Regions from separate parts of the Mus musculus genome. Here regions 2 and 3 are each linked to region 1. The links are chromatin contacts, called in public Hi-C and HiChIP or PLAC-seq maps. All regions are on one chromosome and are shown on one strand. The core of a region is the stretch at or near the end of the contact, and the rest is flanking DNA. Distances in the headings are between cores, read along the strand shown.

The links. A called contact is a pair of places that touch in the nucleus more often than the background predicts. HiChIP or PLAC-seq counts read pairs in DNA pulled down with a chosen protein or histone mark.
Region 2: a contact with region 1 is called in an H3K27ac HiChIP or PLAC-seq map of embryonic stem cells, with 9 read pairs. The contact joins two enhancer-like sites. A contact is called at or near these places in 4 of 115 datasets of contacts at active chromatin or transcription factors (embryonic stem cells, epiblast stem cells and thymic regulatory T cells).
Region 3: a contact with region 1 is called in a Hi-C map of embryonic stem cells, with 2.2 times the contacts expected there. The contact joins two enhancer-like sites. A contact is called at or near these places in 8 of 39 promoter capture datasets (the 3T3-L1 cell line, the C10 cell line, the HPC-7 cell line and 4 more), 1 of 15 datasets of contacts at CTCF or cohesin (large pre-B cells), 4 of 484 Hi-C or Micro-C datasets (B cells, centroblasts, embryonic stem cells and 1 more) and 1 of 115 datasets of contacts at active chromatin or transcription factors (memory CD8 T cells).

What each region holds. Positions count from the first base shown.
Region 1 is chr10:60,026,970-60,030,668 of GRCm38.p6, reverse strand. All of the region lies in intron 5 of Ascc1 (activating signal cointegrator 1 complex subunit 1), which reads right to left. Among named protein-coding and RNA genes, the nearest start is that of Anapc16, 26 kb to the right of the region's middle. Within about 2 kb of position 2,273, at least 113 of the 459 cell types and tissues checked have an H3K27ac peak or open chromatin away from gene starts, as enhancers often do. A contact at or near this core is called in embryonic stem cells, where this site is marked.
Region 2 is chr10:59,917,394-59,921,213 of GRCm38.p6, reverse strand. The region is part of intron 2 of Gm40673 (a long non-coding RNA gene); the gene reads right to left. Among named protein-coding and RNA genes, the nearest start is that of Gm40673, 9.9 kb to the right of the region's middle. Within about 2 kb of position 1,548, at least 112 of the 459 cell types and tissues checked have an H3K27ac peak or open chromatin away from gene starts, as enhancers often do. A contact at or near this core is called in embryonic stem cells, where this site is marked.
Region 3 is chr10:60,145,997-60,149,619 of GRCm38.p6, reverse strand. It overlaps Gm51802 (predicted gene, 51802), which reads left to right. Exons shown (of 2, transcript NR_168572.1): 2 at 1,750-2,077. Among named protein-coding and RNA genes, the nearest start is that of Gm51802, 15 kb to the left of the region's middle. Within about 2 kb of position 1,344, at least 7 of the 459 cell types and tissues checked have an H3K27ac peak or open chromatin away from gene starts, as enhancers often do. A contact at or near this core is called in embryonic stem cells, where this site is marked.

The sequences.
Region 1 (3,699 bases), core at 1,024-3,523:
CACTTTTCTTTTGTCTTTTTCTTATCTCTTATTAGACAACTAGTTCCACTATTCTCCAGTTTATTTGTCCTGTATTTTTAAAGAGATATGTGTTGTTGTTGTGTGTGTTGTTGTGATAGAAACTATGGTAGCAAAGCATACAAATCCTTAACACGCACAAAAACACAGTTTCCATCACAACAACACACACTGGGGATGGGGTGGGGTTCAAATAAACACCAAGTTCACACTAAACTAATTAGTACATATTTGAATTTTTATTATAGGGTGGGTTTGGAGGAAGGTTTGCCAACAAGCCCCGAATTCTCTTGTCCCTTGTCTTTGTATTTGTGACAGGGTCTCACGGTATACAGCCCAGGCTGAGACTATACAGCCAGCATTCAGTGGTGGGGGTGTTGCCAACCCCCAACTCCCCACCCCCTTCAACCCCACAGGGATGGGAAGTCTACCATGGGCTGAAATAGTCAAAAGAAACCCTTTCTTCCCTGTTCCTTTCTTAAATTGTTCTTTATTTATTATTTAAATTATTATATCATTTATGTGCACACACCCACACACATGCTCAAGCCACAGCACATGTGTTGGGGTCAAACAGGAATTTTGGGGCATCAGCTGTATCTTTCCATTATGTGGGTCCCAGGGCTTGAACTCAGGTCATCAGGCTTGGCAGCAGGCGCCCTGACTCACTGAGCCCTCTCAACCGCCCCATTACACTGTTTTTTTCTTTCTTTCTTTTCTTTCTTTCTTTCTTTCTTTTTTTTTTTTTTTTTTTTTTTTTTTTTGGTTTTTTTGAGACAGTGTTTCTCTGTATAGCCCTGGCTGTCCTGGAACTCACTTTGTAGACCAGGCTGGCCTTGAACTCAGAAATCCGCCTGCCTCTGCCTCCCAAGTGCTGGGATTAAAGGCGTGCACCACCACACCTGGCTATACTGTTTCTGTCAAGGGTTTTGTCACAATCACAGGAAGCCAGCTAATCCACCTTACCATACCCTTTGCAAGGCTATCACCTTTATCTGCTTGAGTTCGATTGCCAGGGAAACACTGAATACTGAGAAACTAAATGCACAACAGAGCACAGAACAAAGGAGCCGCTCAAGGTCACATAACCTCAAGTCTTTAGGAGGTTTTGAGTCATGAGGTTATCCGGTCTTTAGCTCTACTGGAAATTCATAAGTAACCTTACTGGGAAATCTTTTAATAAGTAGAGAAACACTAAATTTTACCCTGCCTAATACTGCCACCACCAAAATAAACATAAAAATAAGCCAACCATATCTCTTCTAGCATGGTCTAAATTTAATATAAGACCAAACGATCTCTAAGACAGTGGTCTAAGTCTCCAGGGCCATTGTTCCCCTTTGCTCGGAATAGAGACTCCTACCTCAAGCCTGCTCATGGAAACGCATCAAGACCAACATCAAGTTCTTTACCCCAGGGTTTAATTACACTGGGCCCTGCTCCAAGTCTGCCATTATTTGGAGCTGGAACTGTTCTGCTCCATTAGGTTGGCCACCCAGGCTGGCGCCTGAAAATTCTAATGCTATTGACCTTCCACCCAGGAGAGGCAAGCAGGAAGTAACAGGAGGTTCCCGGGCAGCTCTGTCTGGATGAAAATAAGCATGCTTCCTTATGGCAAAGTCACATCTCCGAGGTTCTGCTTCTTTACACGTTAAGTAGGGTCTCAAAACAAATCCAAAGCAGCCTCCATCAGAGAAGTGCGTTGAAGCCCAAGCCAGAGTTCAGAGCCCCCAGTGTACGGCCTTAACTCTGCACCAAGCTGCTGCTTGTGGCCTACCACTGGCAACCACATCATCACCTCGGGCTTGCTCTGATTTGAGCTTCTTTTCTATCCTAGGAACCGAACTTACAGCTTCTCACATGCTAGGCAAGCATGCTACCACTGAGCTACATCCTGGCCCTTCTTTATGTTGAGACAGAATCTCACTAAGTTATTCAAGCCATCCTTTTACTCCATAGATAGCCCAGCGAGGGCCTGCACCTGCCATCCTTCTGCCTCAGTACCCCAGCAGCTAAGGTGGACAGCATCACACCCTCAGGCCCATCTCATGTCTGGTCTGGCACCCCAGGAAATGCTGGCGATGTACCTCTAGCACTGACAAGCTTGGGGGAGAGGCCCAGACAGTGAATGCTCCACCATGGAGCACTCCTTCTGCTTCCTTACCACTCAAGAGCAAGAGCCGAGCAGAGGGGAGCTTGCACGGGTGCACCTGCCTGTGGGCGTGCCTGCAAGCAGACAGGAAGCTCCCAGGCCTACAAGGCCGTGCTCACTGTGCAATGACTAAGAAACGAGCTTAGAAGAATCTGATCACTGTGCTCTGCCTTGACAGTAGATGCTGACTAGCAGGGACAAAAATAATCATCAATTATATACACGTCTGTCATCTTTTAGCAGGTCCAGGAGTTATGAAAGCTTGAGCCTTACTTGGCATTACTGTCCCAGGCTCTAATTCCACTGTTACCAGCCCACTGTGGCTAGACAAATCATTTCATGTTTCTCAGCTTCAGCTTCCTCTTCCATGAAAGAAGAGAGATCGCCTACCTTACCTCTAAGTCAAAGGTCCTATGCATCATTCACACAAAGCCCATGAATACGGAAGGACCTGCTAAGAAAATAGATAGGCCTTTGTGACAGACTCACCAACTCACTTCCTGGGACCCTGTGCAAACAGAAAGGAAATAAACATAAGGGCCTGCCTTCTTGCTCATTATATTTATTATTTTATGGCAAAGCTCCAACAAAGCACTTCAGGCAAATGATGTAAACTTCATCAGCATAGGAAGTTATTCAAATAAGGCAGAGTGCTGAGTGTTTGGCTCTGTAACCAGACACACCTAGCTGCTCTCAGCTCAGCATCTGTGAAACACCTCTGTCTCAGGCCATTCAGGAGACTGAATGAAATTTAATGAGGTCTCTGGCACACAGCAGCAGGGCTTCCTCCTGCTTTTTACATGCCTAGGTTTACACAAACCACTCTACAGTCCCCGTGCTAGCAGGACTGGGAACTAAATTAGGCTCTGCTGAGTCATTTTCATTATTCCTTTAAAATGTTTAGGAAAACCGACTTCCTCTGAGAGCCTCTATGTGTTATTAATGAATACTTTGTTGAGCTATATAAACTGATTCTTCTGGCTTATAAATTCTCTCTATTCAGAAAGTAGAGAGGTTCTTAGTAAGACAGAACAGTCAAGAATCAGCCATCATGTACCAGAGAAAAGAGCTTCACCATACAGTGCTTAAGTTTCCAGCCACTAAAGAGAAGAGCCTCTCCCTTCCTAAAGGAGGGACGCACTTCGGTTCTGTGAGAGCCGTGGCGACAAGCTTATGTTCCTCAAAGCTTAATGTGCCTCCCAAAGCAGCTTATAAGCATTAGTGCATTAGTGAGCACTGCTTCCAACAAAAGTGGGTCTCAAAGGCGGACCCTGATGACTCTGACCTCAGTGACTATCCAACCAAACTGGACCGAGGTAGCTCAGCTTCTACTCTGATTCTCCCACTCCCGTGCCCCCTTTCAGCAAAGCTAGGCACGGAACCCAGAGTCTCAGAACACTGGACACTGGGGAAGCACTCCACCACTGAACAGCACTCCCTGCCCCTCAGCAGGAACCTGACACCACTGTGTCCCTTGCTGCTGCTCTCTAATCCATAGGGATACTCCAAATCCTGATTGGTGTAATGAT
Region 2 (3,820 bases), core at 299-2,798, 110 kb after region 1:
TGTTGTTTATCAACAGGGAGCAGAACATTGGGCTGGCAGCAGAAATGCACGTGGCAATGGTGGCACCGCCCCACACCCCGCCATCAACACATTCCTACGAGCTGTTTGCCGCTGTCTAAGCTGGGTGCGCACACATTTGCATCAGCTCCTGCCAACACAGCTGGGCCTCCAGCTCGTGCACGCAAAAGCCCCCTGGTTTTGCCAAACGTATTCCCGAGTTCACGGGTACAAGAACATCACATGCTCCTCCCTCTGAACTGGGCGGGCCAACCAACCGTTGCTTGCTGCTGCGAGATCTCGGGCAGTGAATTTAACCTCTCTGGGCACCAGATGCTTCGTTGTAAATAGGAATAATAATTACTTCCAGAAGGTGAACATATGTGGCTTTCATGAGGGCGTTATGACCTCTGTGAGGGCTTTCCTATAGGCTTCGAGGCTTAGGAGGGAACAGCCACCCACCCGGGCTGTTGGGACTGGAGTTTCCACTCTAGAATCTGGTCCTGGGCTTTCTGTGTCGCCCTCCCGCTGTTAGATAGCCTTGTGAACAGACAGTACCAGCTGAGAGCTTTGAGTCAGGCCCATCACCTGTCCACAACCCTTCTTAGGAAGAACGGGTATAAAGACTGTGTGGACTACTGTGATATGAACCAGAAGCTTGGGAATTCTGTCCGCAGCCGCAGGGGCTTGTGGGGGGAAAGCAGAGGCACAGTTTGAGCATTGGCCACTTCCTGTCCCCCTTCTCTTGGCCTCTGTGAGCCCAAGTCTATGCTTTCATTCTATCTGCTGGAGACCTGATTTTTGAATTGGGGGCTACCCCACTCATCATTGCCACATCTGGGGGCCTCACTCAAGCTGTCCTACCTGCCACGGGGACCATCTCCTGCTCCTGACTTCTCCTCTGTCTGTCTCAGCCCTCAGGCCCCTTCCTGGCAGTAGCCACTTTGTTGCTGTTGTAGAAATTATGTTGCCTGCTTGCTTTGTTGTTATTGTTTTTATTAATTAGAGTCTCAGAAACTGCACGCCTTAAATCCCAGCACTCAGGAGACAGAGGCAGGTAGATCTCTGTGAGTTCGAAGCCAGCCTGGTCTACAGAGAGCAAGTTCCAAAGACAGCCAGGGCTGCACAAAGAAACTCTGACCTGAAAAAAAAAAAAAAAACCGACAAAAAGCCAGCGTCTCTTGTATCCCAGACAGGCTAGAACTCACTAAGGAACCAAGGATGCCCTTGAACGTCTGATCCTCCCACTTGTACTGCCTGAGTGTCCTGACAGGGTGTGTACCACCACACCCAGATTATGAGGTGCCAAAGATCGAACACAGGGCTCCTTTCTAGATGTGTACCACGAACCACACTCCTAACCCGGCTAGCAACTTTCTTGTTTTGTTTTGCTTTTTTTTTAAAACCGTGGCTCCACTCTTGCAGGAGGGAGGGGAACCGAATGTGCAGAGAGGCCTGAGAAATGCCTGGAAAGCCGGGGCAGAGCACGCTGGACAGCTGTTGCTGCAGAGGCAAAGCTGGAGACTGGCACTGACTCAGGCTTTTCTAGCAAACAGGATGTCGGCTCCCCCAGACTGTAGTGACGTACACTGATTCCTGCACACGGGATGGGATGATGGGAAGCTGGTGGTGGTGGGCAGATCCCGACCTGACCCCTGCTGAGGCCATGCTTCCTTTTTTCTACATGGAGGGATTCCCTCAGAGAGCCCTGTTGGCCTAGCAGAACTGTGGCAGATTGTCCCTCCTTACTCTCCAGAAACCCAGCAGGAGTACAAACAGGGAGACTCACATGTCAAGATTCCGCTGGACTCAGTGGCCCAGGCCTGCCATCACAGTTTAGGAGACTGTGGCTAGAGAATCCCAAGTTCAAGGCCAGCCTGAGCAACTTATTAAACTTCTAAAAATTAAAAGGAAAAGGAAGGGCCGTGAGGTGGCTCAGCTGGCGACGGAGCCTGCAGGCACCACAGCTTCAGGTCCTCGGATTCCACAGCCTAAGTAGTGTATTTAGTAGTTTTTTTCCTTGGGATTATTTTTCTACTTTTTTTTTTTTTTTTTTGAAACAGGGTTTCTCTATGTAGTCCTGGCTGTCCTGGTTATGAGCAATGATATGTATGCTTATGTGTATGCTTGCGTGTATGTGTGTGTGAATATATATGTGTGTGTGTGTGTGTGTACATGTGTATGATGTATGAATATGTGTATATATGCATATACATATATGATATTTATGTATATGATGTGTATTTGTATATGTTTATGTTATTTGCTTTTTCAAGACAGGGTTTCTCTGTGTAGCCCTGGCTGTCCTGGAACTCACTCTGTAGGCCAGGCTGGCCTTGAATTCACAAAGATCCCCCTGCCTCTGCCTCCCAAGTGCTGGGATTACTAGTGTGCACCACCACTGCCTGGCTTCCTTGGGATTTCTTTTGTCAGAGTTGTTGGGAATTATGTTGAATCTGGTGCCTCAAACAACAGACATAGGCTGGGCACGTGTCTTGGCTGTTAGAGTGCTTGCTTAAAACACGTGAAATCCCTGCTCAAGCTCCAACACTGCATAGCCTGCCTAGCGGTGCACACCTGTGATCCCAGTCTTTGAGAAGTAGATGGAGGAGGAAGTTCTGGGTTATCTTTGGGTACACTAGAGGTTTGTAGTTAGCCTGGGCTACTTAAGTCTCTGAATGAAACAAAGGAAAAACAAGACCCAGCAACATGCTAACAAGGACTGGCTCCGTCCAAGGTTGTGAGAGAGTCTCTGTCTTTAGCCTTGATCTGAGAGTTTGCTGGCAACCTGTCTCATGACTTGGCATCATAGAAGCGTCACCGAAAAGTCTGTCTATCTCTTCACATGGTATGTCCCCTGAGTCCCTCTTGCACACATACTTACATGTGAATGTCCATTTGACTCATAATGACCTCAGTCTGAACTGTGGCTTCCCTGACGGCAAAGGCTGAAATGCAGTTTGTGGCTTTCAGGGATTTTTCTCACAGTAATGTGTCATGACCTGCTTGCTCTCTGCCTCCCTTCTGTGCCAGGGATGGAACTCAGAGCCTTGCCAGTTCCAAGCAAATGCTCAAAAGCTAGCTATGGCCTCAGTCCTTGTTTTGTTTTTTTGTTTTTTGTTTTTGGTTTTTTGAGACAGGGTTTCTCTGTGTAGCCCTGGCTGTCCTGGAACTCATATTGTAGACCAGGCTGGCCTCGAACTCAGAAATCTGCCTGCCTCTGCCTCCCGAATGCTGGGATTAAAGGCGTGTGCCACCACGCCCGGCCTTGCTTTGTTTTTTTGTTTGTTTGTTTTGTTTTGTTTTTAATTTATTATTAATGTAAGTACACTGTACCTGTCTTCAGACACTCCAGAAGAGGGTGTCAGATCTTGTTATGGATGGTTGCTAGCCACCATATGGTTGCTGGGATTTGAACTCAGGACCTTCAGAAAAGCAACTGGTGCTCTTAACTGCTGAGCCATCTCACCAGCCCCTTGCTTTGTTTTTTGAGGCAGCATTTTACTATGAAGCCCAGGCTGGCCTTAGAGATGGGATCTTACTATGTAGGCCAGGCTGGCCTTGAACTCATCACCCTTGTCACAGCCTCCCAAGTGCTGGGAGCAGAAGTGTGTACCTCCACGAGGTGTCCTACAAATCAGGCTGCTTTATTTATTATTTATTTATTTTTATTTTTTATTTTTTTCCTTTTTCGACACAGGGTTTCTCTGTGTAGCCCTGGTTCTCCTGGAACTCACTCTGTAGACCAGGCTGGCCTCAAACTCAGAGATGCCCCTGCCTCTGGCTCCCCCCAACCCCCCTCCCCCCAGTGCTGGGATTAAAG
Region 3 (3,623 bases), core at 95-2,594, 120 kb before region 1:
ACTGAACTATCCTTAGACCCTAGTCTTGGTTTTAAATGCAATTTAAAAAAAATTAAGATTTATTTTATTTTCATATATGTGAGTACACTATAGCTGTCTTCAGACACACCAGAAGAGGGCACTGGATCTCCTTACAGATGGTTGTGAGCCACCAAATGGTTGCTGGGAATTGAACTCAGGACCTCTGGAAGAGCAGTCAGGGCTCTTAACCATTGAGCCACCTCTCCAGCCCTTAAAAATTTTGAGATTATAATTTAATTACGTGTCTCCCATCCCTTTCCTCCCTCAAGCCCTCCCATAGACCCCTCACCTTCAAATTCATAGCCCTTTCTTTCCTAATTGTTATCATAAGCATATATGTACAGACATATACATCCCTAAATACAACCTGTTACGTCTGTATAATGCAACATACATGTGTGCTTTCAGGGCTGCCCATTTGGCACTGGATAACCAACCGGTGTGCTCTTCCCTGAGGAAGACCACTTCTCCAGCCCCCAGCAAGCCTCAGTTGCGTAGAGCACTGTATGTAGGGTTCAGGGTTCCCGGATTCTCCCCCATCCTGTTTGGCCGGTCCAGCAGATTTGTCCTTCTGCAGCTTATGTTTGGGTGGTCATACTGGTTAGACTTTATGGATGTAGCTTCTGACGTTACTAGGCAACACAACCTCACAGCAAACTCCCTGATCCTCTGGCTCTTACAGCCTTTCTGTTCCCTCTTCTGTAGTGCTCCCTGAGCCTTAAGTGTGGCAGTATTTTGTAGATGTATTCACTAGGGTGGAGTGTGCTCCACAGGTCTGCATTTTGATTGGTTGTGGATTTCTGTAATGGTTTCTGTCTGTTGCAAAGATAAATATAATTCTTCATAGTATATTCCCAATATTTATTTATTTCAGAAGAGACCTTCTTAGGTAGCCCAGGCTAGCCTCAAACTTATGATCCTCCTGCCTCAGCCTGAGGAAGTTTAGAAATTCAAGATTAGTCTCTGCTACATGAGTTCAAAGCCATCTTGGACTGCATGGGACCTTGTCTCAAAACATTTTTTTTCCTTTTTTTTTTTTTCACTTTTTTTAAAAATTAGGTATTTTCCTCATTTACATTTCCAATGCTATCCCAAAAGTCCCCCATACCCACCCCCCTCAAAACATTTTTTTTAAAGGAAGAAGGAAGGAAGAGAGGACGGGAGGGAGGGTGGAAACACTTTGCTTTTAGTCTCCTTCCTGCCTACCCCATTCTTACCTCCCGCTTTGAACCTGAAAAACCTTGTTAGCTTTCAGTCCTAGGTGATGGCTCTTCCTGGTGGCCAGAGCCTTGTTTAGCACAATGCTTGGGCGCCCTCTGGTGGCGTTTGGAGGAAATACTTAGGCCAGAGCCCAGGTCTCACTCTCTAGTTACCTCTGGACCCCTCTGTAGCCTCTTTACTTGTCTTTCTGCTCAATTTACTCCGCATATGACCCTGCACAGCATCTTTTTATAAATCCTCAGGTCTTCCCAGATGTGACTGATTGTTTTAGAATCCCAAAAAGTCATCCTGGATCCTGGGTGGGCTTGACTCCACAACCTGGTGCTCTCTTAGAAGCAGGACATAGAGACATGCAGAGAAGACTGGATGGAAACAGAAAAGGGCTGGAAGGAGCTCCTTTTCTTTTTTTCCACTCTGTTTTTTTTAATTGGTTACTTTATTTACATTTCAAATGTTATCCCCCTTCCCAGTTAACCCCCTGACCTCCCCCATCTCCCCTGCTTCTAGGAGGGTGATCACCTGTTGGGAGCTATTAAGACAACACAATTGTCCTGATCTCTGAATTGGGCCTCTCCCCCCAAGAAGAAAAAGGGGTCAAAAGCGGGCCACCGACACACCGTTCCGAGAACAACCACAGAATGTTCCAGCCCTAAATCAGCGCCAGATATCTGGACCACACCCTGATACCACCAAGTTCCAGCTTCCCCGTGTAACTGCCAAAAGAAAAATTTCCACTGCCCCACCCCTCCCGCTGATAAGTACTTGTACTTCCCCTTTTGCTTGTGCATTTAAGCCTTGAGCCTTTCTCAATACAGCGGGACCTTCTTGCCACTCAGAATGTTTCCGTGTCGTTCTTGCACTTGGTCCTCATATCTCTCTACCCCCCATTTGGTTCTTAGGAGAAGGTCCCCTCGAGACCCTCGAATAACTGGACCTGCTGGACGGGTCACTCACCCACCCACCCACCCCCTCCCACATCAGCACCCTAGCCCTCCCCAGGACCAAGGGGATCCCCTCCCATTGATGCCAGATAAGGCCATCCTCTGCTAATATGCAACTGGAGCCATGGATTCCCCATGTGTACTCTTCAGTTGATGGTTTAATCGCTGGAGGATTGGGGGGTGGGGTGGGGCTGGCTGGTTGATATCGTTATTCTTCCTATGAGATTGCAAACCTCTTCAGCTCCTTCAGTCCTTCCCCTAACTCCTCCATTGGGGTCCCTGTGCTCAGTTCAATGCTTGGCTTCGAGCATCTGCATCCATATTGGTCAGACTCTGGCAGAGCCTCTCAGGGGACAGCCATACCAGGCTCCTGTCAGCAAGCGCTTCTTGGCATCAGCAATAGCATCTGGATTTGGGTTCATTTTCAAACCAAGGACACTTACCAGCAGCAGATGCCAGGAGAAAGGCACCGGCTGGACCACCTCGGAGCCTCCCAAAGTAGCCTGAACCTTCATCTCAGACATCTGTTCTCCAGAACCCAGCATATCACATTTCTGCGACTCTACCCGGCTGGTGGCCATTTGTTGCCCCAACCTTAGAATCTAGAATATAATCCCAGGAGGTCCCATTCTTCCTACAACAAATGGGCCACTAATGTGAAGCCTCGGGGCTAGAGTGTTCACTGCCTCTCATCTGTATGACAGTCTCATTGTTTGAGAGTTCTGTCTCCTGAGACAACTGAGGATTCCACCAGGGTTAGATCCTGCCATCTCTGCTGGGTAGGGCTCTAGGAGTGAGACTCATAGAGGAGGCAGCACCTGACCTGGACCTTAACGGCTGGAGTGGCAAGAAATAGAAACAGGTGGGCCCTCGGCTTGGTCCTTATGACAGAGCATGGAAAACTGAAGTGGAAAGGAAGGTGTGGGCCATGGACCTTTCTGTTTCTATCTAACTAGGCATTGAGACACAAGCCTGAAACAGAGGCATGTGGCTGAGCGGGATCGAGGTTAGCTTTAAGATGTGAAGGGTCCTAGTGAGCTGCCTGGTCTGGCCTCAGTAGGAGAGAATGCACTTAGTCCTGATGAGACTTAATGTGCCAAGGCAGGTTGGTACCCAAGGAGGCCTCCTGTTCTCTGAAGAGAAAGGAGATGAAAGGTGGGTGGGAAAGAGGATGTGGGAGAAGAGGAGGAAGGGGGGCTGCAATCAAGATATAAAGTGTGGGGCCGTGAAAGGCAGCCTGTTTTGGTTGAACGAGGCTTGCTCCGGAGACCCAATAGAAAACTCTATAAGGGACAGAACAGTGAGTCACATTCCCAGAGACAGGTGCCTGACACCACAGAGCCCCCAACTCCATAATTCTGTGACTATCAGTCACGCAGACAATGTCCCAAGCTCCTGGTATTCTGGCTAGACTCCACCCCCACAGTTACCTGACAATAG